Regions from separate parts of the Gossypium hirsutum genome. Here region 1 is linked to region 2. The links are chromatin contacts, called in public Hi-C maps. All regions are on one chromosome and are shown on one strand. Each heading gives the region's core, a stretch centred on a gene start, on an enhancer-like site or on the middle of the called end of the contact. The rest is flanking DNA. Distances are from core to core; before and after follow the strand shown.

Evidence for each region. Hi-C and Micro-C count contacts between places; a contact is called where the count stands out from the background.
Region 1: a Hi-C map of leaf shows a contact between it and region 2, with 2.3 times the contacts expected there. The contact joins the promoter of LOC107955640 here to the promoter of LOC107955637 in region 2. A contact is called at or near these places in 7 of 34 Hi-C or Micro-C datasets (callus, hypocotyl and leaf).

The regions. Positions count from the first base shown.
Region 1 is chrA07:86,689,818-86,693,357 of Gossypium_hirsutum_v2.1, forward strand. LOC107955640 (probable WRKY transcription factor 31) reads right to left here and starts at 1,919. Exons shown (of 5, transcript NM_001327643.1): 1 at 1,689-1,919; 2 at 1,509-1,607; 3 at 913-1,410; 4 at 710-823; 5 at 1-429. The coding sequence starts at 1,919.
Region 2 is chrA07:86,499,991-86,503,383 of Gossypium_hirsutum_v2.1, forward strand. It overlaps LOC107955637 (oxygen-dependent coproporphyrinogen-III oxidase, chloroplastic), which reads left to right and starts at 2,035. Exons shown (of 9, transcript XR_005929828.1): 1 at 2,035-2,599; 2 at 2,686-2,761; 3 at 3,075-3,169.

The DNA.
Region 1 (3,540 bases), core at 669-3,168, 190 kb after region 2:
CATTTGCAAACCGGAGAATTTGGATTGGTTGTAAAGTGCCTGACCGAATATCTGAGGCAGCAATGGCAACGGTGAGAGCTGGGAATTAGGAAGATTGTGCGGTGGTGGGTTCGGTAATGGGACCTGGAATTGTCCTTCGGGTCTTGGGAACTGTAAAGGATTCGGGGTCTGGGTGAGGTCTAAGGTGACGGTTGGGAATGGGGCGGAAGCTGATATGGTGGCCATGCTAGAAGAGCATGGGAGGAGTGTTCTTGTGAGGAAATTCGAGTTCATTAGTCCATCCGCGCTCGACATCGAACCGGATAGCAACATTCGTGCAGCCGACGATGTCGTTGAAGCCATCGCCATTGCTGCCGGAGGCAAAGGATGGTTGTGGTTGCCTTCATATGTTGTGATGAGAATCGTTCGATCTTCTGCACATCTTTGTACCTGTTACAATTACTTCATCTTAACTCGTATGAATATCTATATAACTATTTTCCCATTGATTATCAATAAATGTGAGCAAAATTAGGTTAAACACAAGCCACTAACTTATTAATCAAATATCTCCAATAATGTGAAGCAACTCCTCATGACTAGTCTCTATTATGTTAGTGTTAATTAAATTTTAAGTGCAACGAACTTTTGACGTTTGATAGTTAATGCAGATCCTTCACCAATCCCTAATTAAAATGAATATAAAGTTTCCAAAGGAATGAAAAAAAACCTGTTTTCTAACAGGGCAACCAGCGGCCATGGTACATCGATAATATGCTCTGGGACATGGATTTCCTTTGGCCATTTTCTGCCCATACTTTCTCCATTGGCATCCATCGGTAATCTTTGAGAAAAAGAGATTCCAAATCAATTTAACTTATAAAATAAATCATATAATTCGATACAATTCAATTCGATAGAATTAGAAAATACCATGGGAGTCTCTGATCTAGCTCGAACAGAAACCCGTGCCTTCCTCATGGTAGCCTCAGTTTGATCAACAGTTTTCGAAGAATTAAACCTTGGAACCTTATTACCATCGGGGCTATCTTCTCTTCCGATTCCCCGGCCTTCTTCGCTACTCCCACGCTTCCTCGATCTGAATTCCTTGGATGCTACCTCCACGTTAGGCGATCCGGACAGATCGTGACTCCTCCCTTCCGTCGAAGACAGCGATGGTTCATCCGTATCGACTTCCGCAGCAGCAGCAGCAGCTATACCGAGATCCATAAATTGTCTCGGCACAATTAGTCCTCCATTAGATTTCTTTTGTTCATCGTTTTTTTCAGGTTTTCCATCTTGTTGTTGTTGCATAAGGGTGACCAGATGTTTTTGCACGGTGTTGTAGTTGCTTGTAACTTGGCTCAACATCTCCCTTAGCTGTTGATTCTCGGTGTTCATCCGTTCAAGCTCAACTTGTAAAACCGCTAGCTAAAAAAAACAAATCAATGGCACGTAAAAAAAAATTATAACATGATCTTAAATCGATCGAAATTTCCAATTCTTCGGTTTTTAATCAAAAGGGTCACCTCATTTTTAGCTCTTTTATCTTCCATGTTTGAAGAGATACCATCATCCACTGAGGATTGATCGCTACTGGTATTCGTCGTTAACAAATTCAAACCAGTCTGAAATTCAACAATAAAATATACATTTATATATGAATTCTAATTCAAAGATTCAAAACTGAAAGTGGGTTCGCGACTTACGTTAACGTTAAGCTCGAGTGCAGTTCGATCGATGGAGTCATTGATGTCGGTGGCATTGGCATGATCGGAATCATCAACGTGATCATCGACGAGTTTATGATTCTTTTCGGAGAAAAAATCCATTTCGCCGATGACCCTCCGGGGGATTTCATCGTTGGTACAGTTGGGATTAACAGGGAACTGAATGGTGGGTGGTGGAGGAGACCTGCTTGGTGTGGAAGCATCATCCATGGCGGGCAGAGACACAGTCGTGGGAATCGAAGCTCTGGTGGTGCAGTACTTGGGATTGTCGTTGTTGTTGTTGAAGAGGAAGTGTGTAGGGGGGAAGGAATTAAGAACAGTTAAATATTGGGATCTGAATCAATGGAGAGTCCACTGGGTTTGGCCATAAATCAAGAGAGAAAGAGAAAAGTCTTTGAAAGGGGCAACGGACCAGGCAATAAAATGGGAGTTGAAACTTTAGAAGAAGACCAAACTGTAGTAAATATAGTTAGCTACCAATTTTCATTTAAGTGTGTTTCTTTTTTCTTTTCAATATTTCTTCTTTCTTTTTTCTTTTATTAGATTTATTGTCAAAATAAATATATATATATATTACATTATATAAAGAGTCAAACATAATATATATTCAACAAATATGAAAATCAACTTTAAAATTTTATTTTAAAAAAATAATTACATAAAACAATAAGAGGCAAGATGGAGATAAAAAAATAGAAATTGTTGGGATTAAGACTAAAATTAAATTATTGAATGCTTAAAATAGTTAAAAATAAATTACATCATTTTATCTATAATTAATATTATTATAAGGTGATATACTATTGAAAAGAATGATATGAAATAGTGGCGTTATATTATCTGTATCTCTTTTTTTAATAATTTAATGCTATATTGGGATTTTCATCTTAAAAAAGTTAAATTTAAATAAAAATTTTGAAATTATGATGAAATTACTAACGTGATATTAAACTATTAAAAAGAAATAATATTATTGTTATATATCTATATTCATAAACTTAATAATTTAAATAATTTTTTTATAATTAAAGTTGAAGAATAAAATTACTTGAAATCTAATTGAAATTACTATGTTTATGGATTTACTACTAAAGCATTGTTCCTATAACCAAAGCTAACGCTTTTTTCCTTCAGGCTTTGGCTTTTCTAGTATGAAATGTCCCTTACATAATTACCACTATTTCGTTTTCAAAGATTTTAAAACAGTTTGAAATTTTTAAAAGAAAATTAATATAAATAAATAAAATATTACTCAAAACTAGCATCTTCTTTGAAAAAATTTCCAACCCCAATAATATAGCATTAAATTTGGAATAGAATTCTTTCAAGTTCATAAGTTCATGTCTGGAGTCTGAAATTATTATGATAATAGTTATAATTTTTTTTATTAAATTTGGAATATTCTTAAATGCTAAATATTAATATAATAATATTTTTAGTATTTTTAACATTTCCTTTAAATGAAAAGGACATAAATAAAATTTAATTGACCAAGTTTTTCGTTTTCCATTCAAAGCTTTTGGCTTTTCTTTTTACCTATATAAAACTTGTAATTTTAATTTTTGAATAATTATTTGTCACAAACAAAGTATAATGTTTCTTATGTATTAAAATCAAAAGATTAATCTAGGGTTAGATTCCAATGGAACAAAATGTAAATATAATCCAATAATAAAAATAACTTAATATTTTTTTAAATGTTACTATAGTCTACTCAAAAATAAAAAACATAAGGGGATAAATATAAAACTATACAAGAACTTTGATATAATGTGTAATTTGATACACGAAGTTACATTAAATTTTATTTTTCGTTCAAATGTATACATAA
Region 2 (3,393 bases), core at 785-3,284:
AAGAAAGACATAGTTTGACTCATATTGTCAACTGCACTACATAAATTTTTTATTTTGTTAAGTAATCATGTAACCCCTCCAATTTATTTTGAGAATTTTTAATTTTAAAATGAGATCCAACCTCAATAGATTTCCTTTTTTGATGTAATTGTTAAGGCTCATATTGAAATTCATTAGTGTGATTCATTCCATCTTAGCCACATCTTACTCGTCTTGTCATATGAATATCATTAATTGCATTTTCATCTTTTATTTTCTTCGTGTCTCATTAATATTAGAGAGTGTATCCGAAATATACTGTTCAAAATCAAAATGAAAAAAGAAAAAAAAAAAAAAAGGAGATGAAGGACTTACCTTGAACCGTGGATTAGCTTGGAAGTAGAGATGTCAAAGTAAATGGCCATAATGACGCTTGGCTTTATGGCAGTGTGAATTGAAAGTGCAAAGCTATACGGTTGTAACTATTAATAAGGTTTAAAATGTAAATGTATTGAAAAATCACTTTTATTTTTTTGGGCTTGGATTAAAAAAATCATTTATCAATTTTTTTATTTAAAAGGATGGTTTGGATTGAAATACCCTAGACCATAACATAAACATTAATTTATTCATTTCATTCGATTTTTTTATAAAATAATCCGAAATTTTTTATTAATTGAAAAAACATTCACTTTTTTTATTATACACGTAAATGACCTAAAATGAATAATAAAATTTAGTGGATTTAAAGAGATTGACACCACCACATGCCACGTCAACAAATCATTAGCTGCTAGAATTAAAAAAATTAATTTTTTGGTGAGCCAATCTATTTGGCGTGATTTATATAAATACTACTTTAATACTAGTATTTCTAAATATTTCGGGGGCCAAAAAATAAATAATAGTGGTGGAGCCAAATAGATTAGTGCCACCACCTTTATTATGTTAATATCTTTTTAAGTGATTTTTATTTTAATTTTAAAACTAAAATTATTATATTATTTGGTGGAGCCGTAGAAAATGGTGTGACCAGCATGTTGTCATTTTTTGAGTTTTCGTTTAAATTGTTTTTTTAATAAAAATAAATTTTATTTTGATAGAACTATTCTTTTTGGCGTAATCTAAGGACTATATATACCTCAATGGCAATTCAGTCTAAGGTGAATATTTTTTTTTTAATTTTATTAAGTTAGAGGATGAAAGAGAGGGAGATCATGATTGTTTTTTATTTCATTTTTATGTTTTTGTCTTTCTGTTTATTTAGAAAATTTTATAATTTGAAGGTATGTTTTAATTAACGATAATCTGGCGGAGCTTTGGCAAAAATAAATTTAATAGTCCTTTTCGGGAGTGTAGATCTGATTCTTTAATTTCATATGCGCTGAAAATTTTAAGTCAAAATAGGGGTCTCAGTTGCTAGTGATTTATTTGATAACATGTTCAAATTGATTATGTAAGTCTTTTCGTTGTCTGTGGTAGGACGATAACGAGTTCAAATTGGTTTTGTAGCTAATGAGTGAATTATTTGGGATTCTCTGGGTCATCGAGATGTTTAAAAGTCTATTGGAATCACAAATCGAACCGCATGGGTGAGATTATCAAATATCAGCAGTGTCTGAGCTGCAAAATATTAACACCGAAAAACTTACTCGGTCGACTTACTCATGTTGCAATTAAACATGATATTTTTTAATTTGTAAGACAAAATACTATTGGTCTTGAACAAAATCAAAATCATAGTTTTTTTCATTTAGCTCCACCACTATTATTTATTTTTTGGCTCCCAAAATATTTAGAAATATTAATATTAGAGTGATATTTATATGACTTACGCCAAATAAACTGACTCTATTAAAAAAAAAATAATTTTAACTCTCAGTGATTGGCTGGCATGAGAAATAGGTGACCTTAATTTATTATTATTGTTTTTTTTACTCCAACAACTTTTATTATTAATTTTAGCTAATGAGTCGTTTTTATAATTAATAAAAAAATTTGGAGATTTTTATATAAAAAACGATTTCATTCCCTCCTTTAACCTTTTTTAGTTTCAAAATTTGTGTTAAATTTCTGCAAAACTCATTATCCGTTCCAAAATATTGCAATGCCAACAGCCACTGCTACCCTTTCCGTATCTTTCGCTCCTTCCAAGAAACCTCACTTAAGCTTCTGCCCTTTTGGCGCCACCTCCATCACCCTCACCAATTTCACTTCTCCTCCCATCCGCAGACCCATGACGACCTCCGCCGTTTCCATCGAGAAAGAAACTGTAATCTCCGAGAGGCCCCACACTTTCCTCCGTCAAACCGACGGCGAAGATAACGGGTCCATCAGGTCGCGCTTCCAGAGTATGATACTGGAGATGCAGGAAAGCGTGTGCGGCGCCCTGGAGGCTCTCGACGGAGCCGGGAAGTTCAAGGAGGACGCTTGGACCAGGCCCGGAGGAGGTGGAGGAATTAGCAGAGTGTTGCAAGATGGTGCTGTTTTTGAAAAAGCTGGTGTTAATATCTCTGTTGTTTATGGAGTTATGCCTCCTGAAGCCTATCGAGCTGCCAAGGCTTCTGCTGCCGATCAGAAGCCCGGTCCCGTTCCCTTTTTCGCCGCTGGCATCAGCTCCGTAATTCATCAGTTATCGCTATTTCTTTCAAAGGAGAAAATGCGGATACTTGCTATCGTTTTGGTAACTTTTTTTTTTTGTGGCAGGTTTTGCATCCGAAGAATCCGTTTGCTCCTACATTGCATTTTAATTATAGGTATTTTGAGACTGATGCTCCGAAAGGTACTTACTTTATCGTCAATTATTTATTATTAAGTTCTTGAACAGTGAATATTGAAGTGGTAACTTTAGAACCCGGGTAGTTTTACAGTGTTACCTGATTTCAAGAACTAAGCTTCCGTTAGGTAGAGACTAGAGAGTCGTTATCTATCCCCATAATAATCTAACAAAAACAATGCATTTCTTCTTATTTGCAATTCAGTAGCAATGTATATTATGCTGTATGGTTTGCTTTGGTATGAGTTGCATTAGGCATTTTGAGCTTTGAAGTTAAGTGCTTTAAGCTTAGGTGGTAACCTCTCTTGAAAATGTGCAGATACTCCTGGAGCACCTAGACAATGGTGGTTTGGTGGTGGAACTGATTTGACTCCAGCTTACATCTTTGAGGAGGATGTCAAGCACTTCCATTCAGTAAGTTGGATTTTTCTTCTTTCCATGGTTTTGTGGCAATTTTTTGTATATTATACTAACCCGTAATAAAGCTTGAGAATCTGCTTTTTGCATGATTCAAATACCAAGGAGCTGACGTAGTTAAATTAATTCAAATACTGATACTTTAAGAAAATAGAAAACCAACATGAAGAAATTCAAGTATTTGAGCAAAACCTTCATATTTCAATATCTTACAAATATCA